Linked DNA regions of Oryctolagus cuniculus: region 1 is linked to region 2. Evidence: chromatin contacts called from public Hi-C data. All regions are on one chromosome and are shown on one strand. The core of a region is the stretch at or near the end of the contact, and the rest is flanking DNA. Distances in the headings are between cores, read along the strand shown. Region 1 has its middle 150 kb from the start of PLEKHG7. Region 2 holds the start of BTG1 (BTG anti-proliferation factor 1).

Region 1 (4,074 bases), core at 193-2,692, 470 kb after region 2:
CTCATAGAATTACAATTGCTTTAAGTAACATTCTGACCTCAGAATCAGCCCTTATGCCCATGAAAGCATTTCAGCTATGGAAACCAAGACATTGTTGCAAAAAATAACCTACATGAAGGATCTCTGTGAGACGCCAGTGGAAAGAACTGTCCATCAAAAAAGGATTTACTTTTCTCTAAAGGGAGGCGAGAACTTCCACTTTACTTATGGCCTTGTCCAAATATTGACAGAGTTTGTGGACTCAAAGGCTTCCATAGCCTATGGAGTTCATTTCAAGAGCCTCAGGTGGTCACTGACATCATACATAAAAGTATTAATTGTTAAATTATCAACAGGAGTAACTGCACTAACTCCCCATACAAGACCTCTGTCTCAATGTACTGAGAGTTAACTATAAAACCAGTTCTCAGTTATTTGTGTGTGTGTTTGTATGTGTATATAAATTGTTGAAACCTTTACTTAGTAATTAGTTGCTCATTTGTGTACAAAGTTCATTGAAAATGAATCTTAACGGAGAATAAGACCGACAAGTGGAGAGGGAGGAGGAGGCTGGGTGGGAGTGTGAGTTAAAGGGATAATACGGTGGGAAGAATAATTATATTCCTAAAGTTGTACTTATGAAATTTGTATTTCTTTTTTTAATTTATTTGACAGGTAGAGTTATAGACAGTGTGATAGAGAGAGAGAGAGAAAGGTCCTCCTTCCGTTGGTTCGCCCCCCAAATGGCTGCACGGCCAGCGCTGCGCCGATCCAAGCCAGGAGCCAGGTGCTTCTTCCCGGTCTCCCATGCAGGTGCAGGGGCCCAAGCACTTGGTCCATCCTCCACTGCCCTCCCGGGCCACAGTAGAGAGCTAGACTGGAAGAGGAGCAACCGGCACTAGAACCCAGTGCCCATAAGGGATGCCGGCACCACAGGTGGAGGATAAACCAAGTGAGCCACGGCACCAGCCCTGAAATTTGTTATTTCTTTAAAAATAAATTAAAAAAAAAAATTAACATGGACTTCCAGATTAAGATGGCAGATTATACACTTGAAAAATCCCACTGAAATGTTAGTTAAAAAAATACAAATAGGTACACATTTTTAAGGTAAAATAAGAATACAAAGTGAATTTGAGCTGATAAAAGAGTTCAGCCAATTTTTTGAAAGACGCAAATTAGATGAAGACATGGTAACAGAGGAAGAGCATCCAAAGAGGTTCACTTCACATAAAATGTGGGGGCTTGTAGGATCATAGCAGATAAGAGGAAAAGGATGAAGGCATTCTTTCAGAAGTGGTTTCAGAGGAAGGAACTTTCTGGAAACTTTTAAAACTCTCTTGGCAGAGAAGAATCGAAAAGATATGAACTCAGAGACTAGTGTTGTGCTCAGAACAACTCCTGACTACTGTTTCCAGTCCAGCTTCCTGTTAATACACTTGGGAAGGCAGCTGATAATGACCCAACTACTTGCGCCCCTGTCACCCATGTGGGAGTTCTTGGCTCTTCGCTTTGGCTTAGACCAGTCCTGGCTGTTGCAACCATCTGGGGAGTAATCCAGTGGATGGAAGATATTTCTCTCTGTTTCTTTTCTTCTCTCTCTGTCGCTGTGACTTTCAAATAAGCAATAAATATTTTTTTTAAAAATGACACAAATCAAAGTAGCCCATTGTTATGGAAATCAGTATTTTATATAAAGTAGCATAGATGATTATAATCACATAGCAGTAATCTAAGAATATGACCAATAGGTGGTATTGAGCAATTAAACCAAGTTACACTCTCAAGTATCAGTACAGGAAAACAAAATATGATATCTAAAACTAATAATTCAAGAAATGGTAGTAAAAACACATTATTGAGATACGAACTAAACCAAGAAAATGTCATAAATTTAGAAGCCCCATACAAGGAGTAAAAAGAGTAAAAAGAAGAGTGTGACAGAGAAATCTTGCTTTTCAGCCCAAGTACTTCTGTCTTTTGTTTTTGTTACTATGAGATTTTTTTTTTGCTTTTTAAGATTTTTTAAATGACGAACATAAAGGAACTAGTATGTAAATTTTACTAAAAAATGTGTAATCCACTAATTATATATAACTTGATCAAATTTTTATAAAAGTTAACTGATTCTTCTATAATGTATTTAATGTCAAACATGATTTCAGAATGAGGAGAGGCTCACTTTATTTTGATCAACAGCCTTTAACTAATTCTGACGCACTGAACCCCAATAAGATATAAAGCATCTTTCAAAATTTCCCTCCCTTAGGAGACATCTGTGTTCATTGATCTACAATGTGCAGAGAATGCTTGATTATTATATTGTGTCATTTGCTACTACAGGAATTATTCATGATCATTCACCAGAAAGCTGAGAACACATGGAGCTGCTATCTTGATTCAGAACCCTAAACCTAAACACATATAAAGACTTAGTAAATTTAGACACAGATAGCACCCCTTCATTTCCCTCACCACCCTCTACAACTACATTCTAAACATATACATTAATCCAGGAATTATGGGTGCATTTTGAAGGACTGTTCTTTTGAGCAGCAGAGAACAAAGGGAATTTTCTGCAAAACAAGGCTGAAACATGATCATTGGGGCATACTATCTTGCCAGCATCTTGCCTATTGAATATCATCCCAGCCTATTATTCAGATATTGTTCTCTTTGGCTAGGAAACACAATGATCTAAGTCCACTTAAGTGCTCAAACAGTACCCTCTGCTGGTTGAACTTGAGCTGAGGCTTTGATTTGTAACAGAACTTGATCACACTTGTCAACACACAGAAAAGAGAAAAGCAAGCCAATGGGAAAACTACATACCAGAATGTAAAAAGGCAAACACAAAAATCAGCTAATTTTAGCTATTATATAAGGAAACTGAGATTTTAGACATACCACATATAGGGTGCAAATGTATTTTGTTAAAACACTGATACTTTTCTCTAGGAAAAGAATATATGAAAAGTGAACTTTCACATTACACTTGAGTTCTTTGTTTTACAGAGATTCACATACAGCAAGTTTCCCCCAAGTGCAGCCCTTGTGTTCTGAGTATGTGACATGATTTACACTTTGCCTTTGGAGAACATAATTAGTGGTATAAAATAAACTGGCTTCTTAGGTCACAGTCCAGGGTGCTTACCAGAGATGCCTATACTACCTGACATGTTTATAAACATTTAGGAAAGGTTCAAAATTAATTTTTGTTGCCTTGCTAATAGGAACAGCAGTTTGGAGATAGATTAATTTATCTGAAGAGGGGAGGAATGGGAAACATACGTTCTCCAGGGCAGGGAATCTAGAGGTTTATTTTTGCTTAATATAGTATAAAGGCTTAATAAATTGAGTAGCAATTAAAAACAGGTACAGTCCTACATTTGAAAATGTAAAACTAGCATTTTTTTATATCTTTGCCTAAAAACCAACTGTACACTCAGCTCTCTAGGCCTGCCATGTGGTGGAATTTACCAGGGATAAACAACATCCCATTGTCATTAAGCATTTGCAGTTGAGAGAAGAGCTGATGTATTTTAGGCTCTTACACAGTGGTTCAGGCTAACAGCCTTTATTCTATTTCCTCCAAAGGGAGGTGGGATTGAAATGCCCACAGGCACCAACCAATCAGATGCATGAGTGGCACACACTAAGCTAGAGGAAAAGCACATGATCTTCATCTATCTTTAATTTTCAGTGGAGACAAGAATATAGAGAAATAACTCCACATTAAGAAAACATACAATAAAAACATGATAAATGATAATTAACCCCTTGCTTCAGTGTTAGGGAAACAAGAAGCAGCAGAAAATTTGAAGAAGTGGAGTAGGTATGCATCCCCTGAATTGGGGCTGATATCACTTATATTGCTTGCCATTGTTGCCATGATGAAGCCCAAGCATTGTCAAATCTCATGATTTTATTTTTTGAGAAGAGTTTTAACAGGATATTCAAGTAACATTTGTTCTTCTGGGCTCAAATCTTTACAAAATAGTCTGTAAGTCAAAACAAACATTTGCGAACCAAATTCTTCCCATGGGCCACAAACATGTACCTACCACAGACTAAAAGTTCTTTGCTTCTGCCACA
Region 2 (3,928 bases), core at 269-2,768:
GTGAGTTCACTTGGGAGAAGCCTGAACAGCTCCTGACTGCTCAGTCCAATCCGCTGTGCTGCCTGTCCAATCAGAGGATCCATTTTATGGTTGATGCGGATACAACGGTAACCCGATCCCTTGCACGGCTTTTCTGGGAACCAGTGGTGTTTATAATGTTCTACAGGAGAAAAGAACAGAGAAAACAATGCTTACATCTTGACTGTCGGCGCCGCTCCTTCGCGGAGCCGGACGTGAAAAACTACCAACTTTTTGCAAACGGCCAGGACCGCACTCGCGGCTGTTGCGGGGATGGGGCAAGAGTGGGCAGGGCTTTGGAAAGACCATGGGAGTAGCACGGGACACATCCGTCTCCAGGAACCCAACCGGTCGAGCCGCCAAAACAGGACTCGGGCGCGCAGCCTCCGCCAGCCGGGGAGCCGGCTGGCCCCGGCGGCCAGGCGGGAACCTGTTTACTTTCTCCACCCCACCCTGGCCTCACACAATGGAGTTTATGGCTCCGGAGCAGAGAAGCGCCACCGGACTGTGAACCCCGAAGGGAAGAAAAACAAGCAACCCTAAACCACGCTCTGGGCAGGGCTCTAATTGTACCGGTGACAAATCTGATGATTAATAGGCAGGGGCAGGAGGTGCGGCCAGACGGCACGTCCGTCCCGAGCAGGCTCCGGGGCACCACCCCGGGGGGCCCGGGCGCCCACCCCGCAACGGTCGGAAAGGGGCTTGGGGTGGGGGGAGGGGGCGTCGAACCACCCCAGCCCCGCAGCTCCTTTGTCCCCAAACCCGCCGACGGTCCTCGGACCGCGGCCCCCCCACCCCCCCCCACCTCGGGCGGCTTTAGTTTCTTTGTTGTGAGTCTGTTTCCTTCTCCCCTCCGCTGACCAGCCCGGCTCCCCAGCCCTCCCTGGGACCCACCGCTGGCGGCCGCCGGCTGCCGTCCGCCACGTCCCGCCGAGGGACAGGAGCGCCGCCGGCCCCCGGCTGCTGCCACGGCTCCCGCAGTCGGGGTGCGGGGTCCCGCGGCCCCCTCTCGGCGCCCCCTCGCCGCCCGCTCACCTGCCAGCAGCTCCTGGAGGCTCTGGCTGAAGGTCTGCAGCTGTCGCTCGCTCGTGAGACCCTTGGTGCGGAGGAACTTGGAGATGAAGGACACGGCGGCGGCGATCTCGCCTATCATGGTGGCGGCCCGAGTGTAGAAGGGATGCATGGGGGCGGCGGGCGGGGGCAGCCCGGGGCGGCCGGGGCTCGGCAGCGCGGCCCCGACAGCGGAGCGGCCACCCCGGGCTCCCTCACAGGTCAGAGGGCTGAGAGGAAGAGAGGGCGTGAGGGGCAGTCGGCTACTTTTTTTTTTTCCCCTTTTTTTTTAAGAGTAAAAAAAGTTATTTTCGAGACAGGAGGCGGCGGGAGAGAGGAAGAGACGAGCGACGGCGGCCTGGTCACATCGCTCGGACCTCCCCAGCCGCCTCCGCCTCCAGCTCCGTAGCCTCCGACAACCCCAACAGTCGCATTTCCAGCTCCGAGGGGCGAAGAGATGCGGCCGCCGTGCAGCACTTTTTATAGCGCCGCGGAACGGAAGTGGCGTAGCTGGAGCGTGACGGCCGGCTCCAGCCAATCCGGAGATCGCACCATTGTGACGCAAGCAGATTCGGAGACGGAGGGGGCGGGAAAAGGGCTCAGGGGGGTGGGTCCAGAGACGGAGAAGAGAGGGAGGAGTTGACGTAATCCGCTTGTAAACAAATAAACCCCGAGAGGCGGCCGGAGACCGACTTGCCGTGTTGGGGAACCGAGGGAGCCGAGGGTGCGCGTGTGAAAGCTCCGCCCACCACCCCGAGCTCCGCCTCGCTGGAGCGAGTCGGGGCCGGGCGCCAGTGCATCCTTCTGCAAGCACGCACCGCCAGACCTCTGTGCGCCGCGGGGTGAAGTGCGGTGTGCTGGGAGCCTCCCGGAGCTGGCAGTGTGTGCGCGCGCTCCGCGGCCGCCGCGATCGGGCTGCAGGTCCGCAGCTCGGGGCCACGGGCGCACTCCGCGTTCACACGCCGTCTCAGCTCGGGATCACCGGCCCCAGGAGTGTACGGCGCGGCGGGGTGCGGGGTGCGGGCGCCTGGGAAAGTCGGGGAGCGGGGGTCCGGGGGGGTGGGCAAGCCCGGAGGAAGCCGACTGCAGCCTCTGCGAGCCGGGGTCCTCGTCCGCTCCCCCCGGGGCGGGAGTCCGGGGATGTGTTTGGGAGAACTTCAGTCGCAGCGTAAGTAGGTTAGTAAGGCCATTTGTGGTTGCTTCGGGAGGCGAAGAGAAGAGGGACGTGTTACCGTACCCGGTTTACTGCGAATAGGAAACCCAGTTATAACAACACGGATCCTGTAGAGCCCCGTTACGGATTAAAAAGGAGACTGCACGATGCATTTTTAAAACGTGTATTTTTCCCCCTAGTGCAAATGTGGTTCAAGCCTTCGCGTTCTGCTGCTCCTTATAAAAACGGAAGAAAAGGAAAACTGGAAGCTGGTAGAACTATGAATGAAGACGTCTAGATTTATTTAAAACTCCGCTTGCAAAACTTTGGAAAACAGAGCGGGAAGAAGGCGTGATCCTGCTAAAACGTTTAGGTCTAGACAGGGTTAAGCAACTCCATTATGGAGGAGGGGAAAATAAAGGATGAAGTCTACGCAGGCAGATGGAGAAAGCAAACAAGAGGCAGAAGCTGAACTCTACCAGATGGAAAACAAATAGTCTGAGCTTCGTTGGTCATCAGTACAGCAAAACGCACCGCTGTGAATTCTTTCTTTTTCGTACTGAATCAAACGGTATAGAAAAGGAGCAAAATAGCACTTCTTATAAAGTTGAAAGAAAAGGATTTTTTAACTGAAAGAACGTGACACTGGATTTGAAAGAATATAGGTTATTTTTCATTAATAGATAGTTACATGTGAAGTAACTTAAGTGCTTTGAGGATAATGTTGGAAGTATTAATTTTCTCTTTCTCATCATAACTAATGACAAATAAGATGCCTTTTCCCCTCTTCTAGAACTTTACAGACAGAAGTGTACTTATAAATAAACATCATTATGGCGGGGGGGGGGGGAGTATGAAACCTCTTTCACTACTCAAAAAGGGGAAAGATCCATGAAGTCACCATAGACCTAGAGGAAACAGCCCTCTGGGTACCAGTCCTAGGTGTCCCTCTTAATCCCTCTCACCCTTCGTCACATGCTCTGTCCTTTGCTCTTACAGGATCAGTCATGAGAGCACAGGTTAGCAATCAAATGAAAGTTTTCATCATTCGTGCCTGGTCTCCCACTTCAAGTCTCAATAATTTCCAGTTTAAAGGGACTCATCTGCAGAACAGAATTAATAAAGTCTACAACTCAGACTTCTCCCAACTCTAAGTTTTCTCTATTTTTTAACTGCCTTCCCAAGCAGCAGCAGGACTGCTTTAGAGAGCTTTATATTGAACAGGGTTAACACAAGGCTTAACCCACACACACGCGCCGGTTATTCCCCCCACTGAGTTTTTCATCGTATGTGTGTATCCCACTTTACATCCTCTCCTTAAGAAACATATGGACTTAAGAAATTATTATTTGACCTGTGGGGTCTAGAGGCTCATCAGAAGAAAATGGAAATAAATACTCTCCCTAAACGCAAGCCAGCAGTGCTAATTACCAACACATTTCAATTCTGGACATATATATGTGTATGATTACACTTTCCATAAGTTTTTTCAAGGCCTTCATTTCCAGGAAAGAAGCCCTAATGTCCAGACAGCCTTTGAATTATAAAGGCACTTTCTCCTAAACTGGAGCGCTGTCTCAGCTGTTTACAAACCCAGCACCAGGCACGGTGTCCTTAGGCAAGTTATCTGCCCTCTTGGCATAGTGATCTCCTAAAGAAAATGAAGGTGGTTGTGAGCATGGAGTGGGATAAACCACAGAGACTAAT

Evidence for each region. Hi-C and Micro-C count contacts between places; a contact is called where the count stands out from the background.
Region 1: a contact with region 2 is called in a Hi-C map of an unstated tissue, with 6 times the contacts expected there. The contact joins the enhancer-like site here to the promoter of BTG1 in region 2. A contact is called at or near these places in 3 of 6 Hi-C or Micro-C datasets (ear pinna, psoas muscle and an unstated tissue).

The regions. Positions count from the first base shown.
Region 1 is chr11:95,454,664-95,458,737 of mOryCun1.1, forward strand. No RefSeq gene overlaps it. Among named protein-coding and RNA genes, the nearest start is that of PLEKHG7, 150 kb to the right of the region's middle. Within about 2 kb of position 1,443, at least 1 of the 8 cell types and tissues checked has an H3K27ac peak or open chromatin away from gene starts, as enhancers often do.
Region 2 is chr11:94,989,197-94,993,124 of mOryCun1.1, forward strand. BTG1 (BTG anti-proliferation factor 1) reads right to left here and starts at 1,519. Exons shown (of 2, transcript XM_051845746.2): 1 at 1,054-1,519; 2 at 1-160. The coding sequence starts at 1,201.